Linked DNA regions of Hordeum vulgare: region 1 is linked to region 2. A link is a contact called in public Hi-C data. All regions are on one chromosome and are shown on one strand. The core of a region is the stretch at or near the end of the contact, and the rest is flanking DNA. Distances in the headings are between cores, read along the strand shown.

Region 1 (3,467 bases), core at 651-3,150, 390 kb after region 2:
CGTGCCAACTCTTTGACCTGTACAGTTTTATCCAAACTGCTCAAGAATATTTTGTTACACTTAACTGCTCAAGAATATTTTGTTACACTTAACTGCTCAAGATGTGTAGACCCTTCTAGTGAAAACAGGGGGAATATGGCATGTATGCCCAAAGAACTCAATAGCAACCACTCAAAGGACATGATGTTTTTGCACCCCCAGCTCAGCTCGGGTGAACAGTAAATTCGAAAAATATTGTAAAAATATTCAAAAAAATCTGTTTTTTTAGAAAACTTTGACAAATGTTCTAAGTGTCCAGAAATTTCATCATGAAATCACATTTGTGGGAGTAGTGGCAAAATAAAATTGAAATTTTGAAAATGCTACTTTCAAAGCATTTTGGATCGCTAATTTTGTTTTTCTTGCCACGACTTCAAAAAATGTGATTTCGTGCTGAAATTTTGCAAGGTACTAAAACATTTGTCAAAGTATGCTGTAAAAAAAAATCTGACTTTTTGGAACATTTTTAAAATATTTTACGAATTACTGTTCATCCGAGCTCAAAATGAGCTCGGGTGTAGAAGTGCACTTTCCCCCACTCAAACCTCAACTTCCAACAGTGACACAAATGGAAATGCATTTTGATACACATGTTTGGCTCAAATGCTCACCAACAAATGGCACACAGTGGTGTCATTTTCAGGAAGTAATACACACACAACCATTCTAACAGGGGAAATTTGCTAATTCCAGATGCAAGAGAACAAGTTGTGACAAAGTTGTCTTTACATACAATCATCGTCGGTACACAAATTGTATTGACATTGCACTTCTAGCAACAATACTATCCGGAGGTGCAACAGGCCTTTACTATATATAATTATGAACGAAGCTAACTAGGAGTTCCGGCTAACTAGCAGCTTGTTCCAGCTATTCCCTACCGGTTACCGGATTTTCTTTGGGAAAAAAGGGGCATTCCAAACAATTTAATTGAGAGATAAAAACAAATGCACTCTCGCAGATAACCAAATCCTTGGCATCAATCAAATAAGAAAATGGTTCGGCACAATTGCTTGCATCCCTAGCGCCAGCCGATATGATAAATATGATCTGATAAAATCGAAGAGCAATAACTGCTGAAGAAAATACGATCGACCCTAATGAAGCCCCGCAATGACCAAGCACCTTCACACACCAACCCTGCGCTACGCACGGCAAACACATTTGAGATAAAGAGCCCAACAAATTCAGAGAATCTGGTAGCTAAATGCCTAAACCTGCTGCTTCATCAAGCAGGTGGACGACGGACCTACGATTCATACGCTAGTCACGCCATGCAATCTCCACATCACGAAACAACTTTGCCAGACACAATTGCAATTTGGAGATGCAACAAAAGCAGCAAGGTAACAAACGTGACAAGTCAAAAAACACATACCAGCATCCTGAGGATACGAAGTACAGTGCCTAACTGGCATTTGATCAAACAGATCACCTGCTCGGCGCCAACCACGACGGCGGCCGCCACTGGAAGCTCCAAGCTCCTCGCCGGAGCGATGCAATCTACTCTTCCAATGGCACGCAATCGAGGGCTCGAGGCCAATCGCGTCGCCGATCATACCACATCCATCACCCCGCGCGTCGACGTGTGCTGACCATGCCCCCGCTGACACCGCCGGAGACCCAGAGCACGTGGCGGCGGTGATCGCTTTGCCCGTCTCGATGAGCGCGGTTTTTTTTTAGAGATAGCTGTTTTTAGGTGATTTTCTTTTCTTTAGCAAAGCGCAGCCCAAAGCTTCAAGCCGGCCCGGCCCAACAGTACTAAAGGGCAACAAATGGGCCCAATCTCCACCGAAATAGCCCGGCCAGGGCCGGCCCGTTAACGAATTCCCGATGTCACCCACTTCTATATGCGCAACCAGTCTCTCACGAATTGTCGCCTTCCACTTGTCTCACGGTCTCCGTCCCCATCTCCCCCCTCCGCCGCATCCGCCGCGCCGCCGGCGACGACCCCGTCGACAGATCTTCACAGGCACCCTCCACCATGTACCGAGCCGCCTCCGGCCTCGGCGCCCTCAAGGTCAGCCGTCCCCCTCCCGAAACCCTAACCTCCCGTCCCCTCCGATTCGCTAGATCTAGTGGCTCCGTAGCACCCATCACGCCGCGATGCGTCCGATCCGAATGGACACAGCTCATGGTCGCGTCGCGATTGGTACCGGACTAGCATCCGTGGTTCGGGGTCACGCGGATTTGATGCGTGAGCGTGTAGTGGAGCCATTCTGGGCGCCGCAAGTAGGAATCGCTGTCGGAATGTTTGCACTGGTATATTGAATTGGGAAAGCATGGATTTCAGGTGCGAAGACGAGTGTGTGGCGAGTTTGTTATGTTGCGCATGCTAGTGTAAATATCATGGGAAGGGTCATCTCTGCGGTTGTTTGCACGTTAGTTGGTTTATTATTGGTGGGATGATTTGGTTCCGATATGACCTAGTGAAATTACATGATTCATGGCATTAATGATGTTGCTTTGTTTTGTCCTTTGTCCTTTGCAAATGCATGCTTTGGGTCCAGTACCATTCTAGTTGTGTTCTATTTCACTACTTCTTGTTATGATTCATGATGTGCGTACTCAAGTGTATGATTCGGAACAGCTTTATTCAAAGTTGGAATAGCTTGTTAAATTCCCTCTATGCAATCTGTTTCATTTCTTGTTATAAATATTGTGTTGACATAGACAAAAGAGAAATGGTGCTCTGGAACCATCAATATTTACTTTGAACGGTCATGATATGTTTGCCTGTAGCATGTGCTTGATTTCTGATGTCAGTGTAAGCATTGTTGGGCTTACAGACCGATGGTTGTTTTAGTCATAGGCAGAGCTAGCCTTGGATGTAGATATACCTTGTGCGGAGGCAGAATATGTCATTATCAATATTTCTTGTAATGAATGTTGTGTTGACATAGACAAAGAGAAATGATGCTCTGGAATCATCAATATTTACTTTGAATGGTCATGATGTGTTTGCCTGTAGCATGTGCTTGATTTTTTTGTCAGTGTGAGTATTGTTGGGCTTACTGACCGATGATCGTTTTAGCCTTAGGGAGAGCCATAGCCTTGGATGTAGATATACGTTGTGCGGAGGCAGAATATTTCATCATCGAGACAGCTTGATTTTGTTGGGCTTTTAATTGAAGTTGTTCATATTGGTTAGATCAGCTTTACCTGCATAATCATAATATCAATTGTTTACCACTTGCAGCGGCATGGGGCGGATACCCAAATGTTGGATATTGCGGTTAGGTCTGCTAGCACAAGTGTTGCACAGAGGTCATCAGGCGGCTTCTTGGGCTGGCTGACAGGTGCACGTTCAAATGCACTACCCCCTCCAGATTTTGCACTCCCAGGAGTCACTATTCCTCCTCCGCTAGCTGATCATGTGGAGCCTGGCAAGACAAAAGTCACAACACTACCTAATGGTGTAAAAATTG
Region 2 (3,433 bases), core at 323-2,822:
ATAACAATATAAATATTTTTTGAGAATCAGAACAATCTATTGTCTTGGTACGTTTCAATGACATGCGGGCCTGTATACGAACTAGGTGCTTGTCAAACAATCTATTGTCTTGATGCTGTTCAATGACATGTGGGCCATGCTGTAACCGGAATCATTGCTTTGAAATTCACCGCGTTCAAATCCATTGCCATCTGATGGATATTGTCACCACTGTTGACGAGGGAAGAAATGACAAATGATTACAAGTAGCAACACGAGTGTGACGTCACGTTAAAATAGAAGACAAGAATATGTGTCGGGTCTTAAGCAATGCTTATTGGGTTAGCGACATATAATTTATTTCTTTCGTTGCAACGTATAAACATATTTGCTAGCATAGGGGAAATCGCAGCTAACCGTGAATTGAAGTGTAACACACCATGCAAATAATAAATTGGATCAAAAATCTATGTTGCAACAGAAAAGGAAGTTAGCACCTTTATACAACGATAATTTCATGGTTAGCATAGTCAAAACAAAATCATATATGCATGGACGGTTGACAAAGTATATGATAATTTTATTATCTTATTATTATGTGATCACGACAAAGTTTATGAAAGTTTTGTTATCTTATTGTGTAATCATTCTTCATGTCTAAAAGAAAACTAACCAGTTGCTTCATTTGATTTTCCGCAGTATTGAGACACGTCTGTATGCTAAAAGAATATTCCCCCGTTGCAATGCACAGCTAACTCCTGGCGGTATGTCACGGAAATTGTTTTCAAAGTTAAAAAATATTACCAACCCTCCCCCCAATGCCACCTATAAGTAATAAAAAATGTTTCACATAGGAGAACCCCGCGGCCCCAATAGAGACCTCCTAAAAACCTTCATGATTACATGAAATTGATAGTGATAGTGTATCTCGATGATGCAGCAAAATATGACCATGATCATTGGATATTATGCTTTTTTCTTCTTCTGTGGCAACGCATAGACTCTTTTGCTAGTATATATTTACATCCGCATCCGCAAGCATCCGCATATGCTAAATGCCCACCAATTTAACTGCGATTTGCTATGATCCCAAAGCGATTTCATATTATTGCCGCAAAGTGACATGCACGCATATAGTACTATTACTCTACTAGGTTCTTGATCAGAAGATTTGCCTAACCATTGCTTAGGAGGAAAGGAAGATGGCTCAACATGGCACTTGGGAGTGAGAGAATATATCCAAAAAGGGAGGCCCCATGTTCTGTTATTCCCAATCCCACTAACACAAATTCCCCTTGCAACTTCTTTACGGGACCGAATCAAACGACACATGGAAGAGCCTAACAATGTGTTAACTCAGCTAGCCAGATGCATGCGTTTTCTCTTTTCTTTTCTTTTCATAACCAATACTATGTTCTTGTGTGCGCCTGCTGGAGAGAAGAGAAGAGAGAGAAAGAGAAAGAGAAAGAGAGAGAATCCAAGAAGTTGTTTTTCGTTGCAAGCCAAAAGAGAAAGAGAGACAAGCCCTCGCTTTCCCCTACGCACCATACATACAACACATGAGAGAGAGCGAGAGAGAGAGTATGAGGGAAAAGGACACGGAATCGATCCCGCAATTGAAAGAGACAGACACGGAGCAATATGCGCGCCACTGATCTATGGTGTTGTATGCATGCATGCATGCATGCATGTACATAGACCAATGGACTTGGCAGTCGATGTGTTTTCTTGCCTGAGCAATACGTAGTGTATATATTGTTGATTGGTTTGGAAGAGCTTATCACGCTAGCCACATTTTTGAGCCGATTTTTGCCGAATTTTGCCTTGGCAGCTGCATAAGCTCTTCCCCGTACATATATACTACAGTATAATACTAACATTGCCTTGCAGTGGGAGGACAAAGTTTCACGGATGAAACACACCTACGTCGCCGATATAAAAATAGCTTGCTTGAAGAATATCTGGAATCAGATAGTGTACTCCCTCCGTCACGGTTTAGAAGACACAGTTAAACTTGCATGCGTTTTCAAAATAGATCACGTTTAAGGCGTGAAAACAATTACTCCTATTAATTAGTACTAGTACTATTCATGCATGCGTCCTTCCAATTTGTTGCTCATACATTAGTACTAGTATTTTTTCAGTTGATTAGGCGCATTAGCATCTACACCTGCTACATCTCACAACCAATCGGTGACTACCTTGGTTTCAGAGATTTTCCAAACGTGCTTTCTAAACCGTGATGGAGGGAGTACTATTTATGATGTAGTATCTGCTTATTGGTTACTTAAAAAAAACTCGTGATAATTAACGGAAGCAAATAGGGCAGAAGTGCAAAGCAGAACCGCAAGGAATATTGGAATCGTTTACCTAACTCTTTGTACTCCAAAGATATATTCTATTCTCCCAGCATGCAGCAATTATAGAAGAAGTAGCATTGTGCCCTAGCTAGAAAGGCCAACTCCATTAGCCAGGTCGTGCATCTATATATATGATATCGGACAAGTGAAGAGGCATCTGCCCAAATCAGATTCGATCGATGATAGTACTTTGGTAGGTCCTAGGAGGGAGTTGCACGAACTCAATGGAAGAACGTGTCTCCCTCTCCACTACGAAATGTTAGTATTATACTGTAGTATATATGTACGGGGATATATGAAACCATGAGCTTTGTTTTGTTTCGTATGGTCCTACAATCAATGTGCATCTGAACCATGGAAATAGTAAAGAAACTGTAACCAAGGAATATGCTGCCGGTTAAGATCGAACAGTGTCTCGTCAATCGATCTTCTGTTACAAGGTATCGATCGGTCCGTGGATGGCCACACCAGCCCTCCTGCCAGCTATGCCGGTGCTCCCCTGAGACGGCGAGACACATGCTCTTTGAATGCCGTTACTCCAAGAGGATGTGGTCCGCGGCGGCATCCTGGCTCTCCTGCCCGGAATTACTGCTTAGCATGGGCTCTGGTCGCCCCAAGGTGGTGGACTACTGGCAGGCCTTAGCTAGGTCGCCCTCTTCCTCTCCCAAAGGTCTAAAAACGGCTATCATGCTCATCACCTGGGAAATCTGGAAGGAAAGAAATGAGAGAGTCTTCAACAAGAAATCCTCTCTGCCGGTGGTGGTCATGCTCAAGATAAGAGAGGTAGCAAAAGATTGGATTCTAGCGGGAGCAAAAAATCTGGCGGATCTTGTGGGCTGATCTGTTTGTTGTTTTTGTTTTTTCCTTTTCCTTTGGGATGGCCTAAGCCATCCCCACCTTGCTGTTGTTCTTGCTCCTTCTTTATCAATATAAGGCAAAGCTTTTGCCTCGTTTCAAAAAAAAAAAAAAAAGGTATCGATCGGTCGACCAATTATGCTAGCTAGAACCCTTTATACGGCCTAGTGACGCTGTTTTGAAATACCGACGAAGTTACTTGCACATAAGCTAAAAAAATGAAACATTTTCATCCGTAT

What was found. Hi-C and Micro-C count contacts between places; a contact is called where the count stands out from the background.
Region 1: a contact with region 2 is called in a Hi-C map of leaf, with 8 times the contacts expected there. The contact joins the promoter of LOC123442902 here to the enhancer-like site in region 2. A contact is called at or near these places in 5 of 6 Hi-C or Micro-C datasets (leaf and seedling) and 1 of 1 datasets of contacts at active chromatin or transcription factors (embryo).

Annotation. Positions count from the first base shown.
Region 1 is chr3H:45,878,271-45,881,737 of MorexV3_pseudomolecules_assembly, forward strand. LOC123442902 (mitochondrial-processing peptidase subunit alpha-like) reads left to right here and starts at 1,901. Exons shown (of 13, transcript XM_045119082.1): 1 at 1,901-2,059; 2 at 3,239-3,467. The coding sequence starts at 2,024.
Region 2 is chr3H:45,486,564-45,489,996 of MorexV3_pseudomolecules_assembly, forward strand. No RefSeq gene overlaps it. Among protein-coding and RNA genes, the nearest start is that of LOC123442899, 140 kb to the left of the region's middle. Within about 2 kb of position 1,573, at least 2 of the 3 cell types and tissues checked have open chromatin away from gene starts, as enhancers often do. A contact at or near this core is called in leaf, where this site is marked.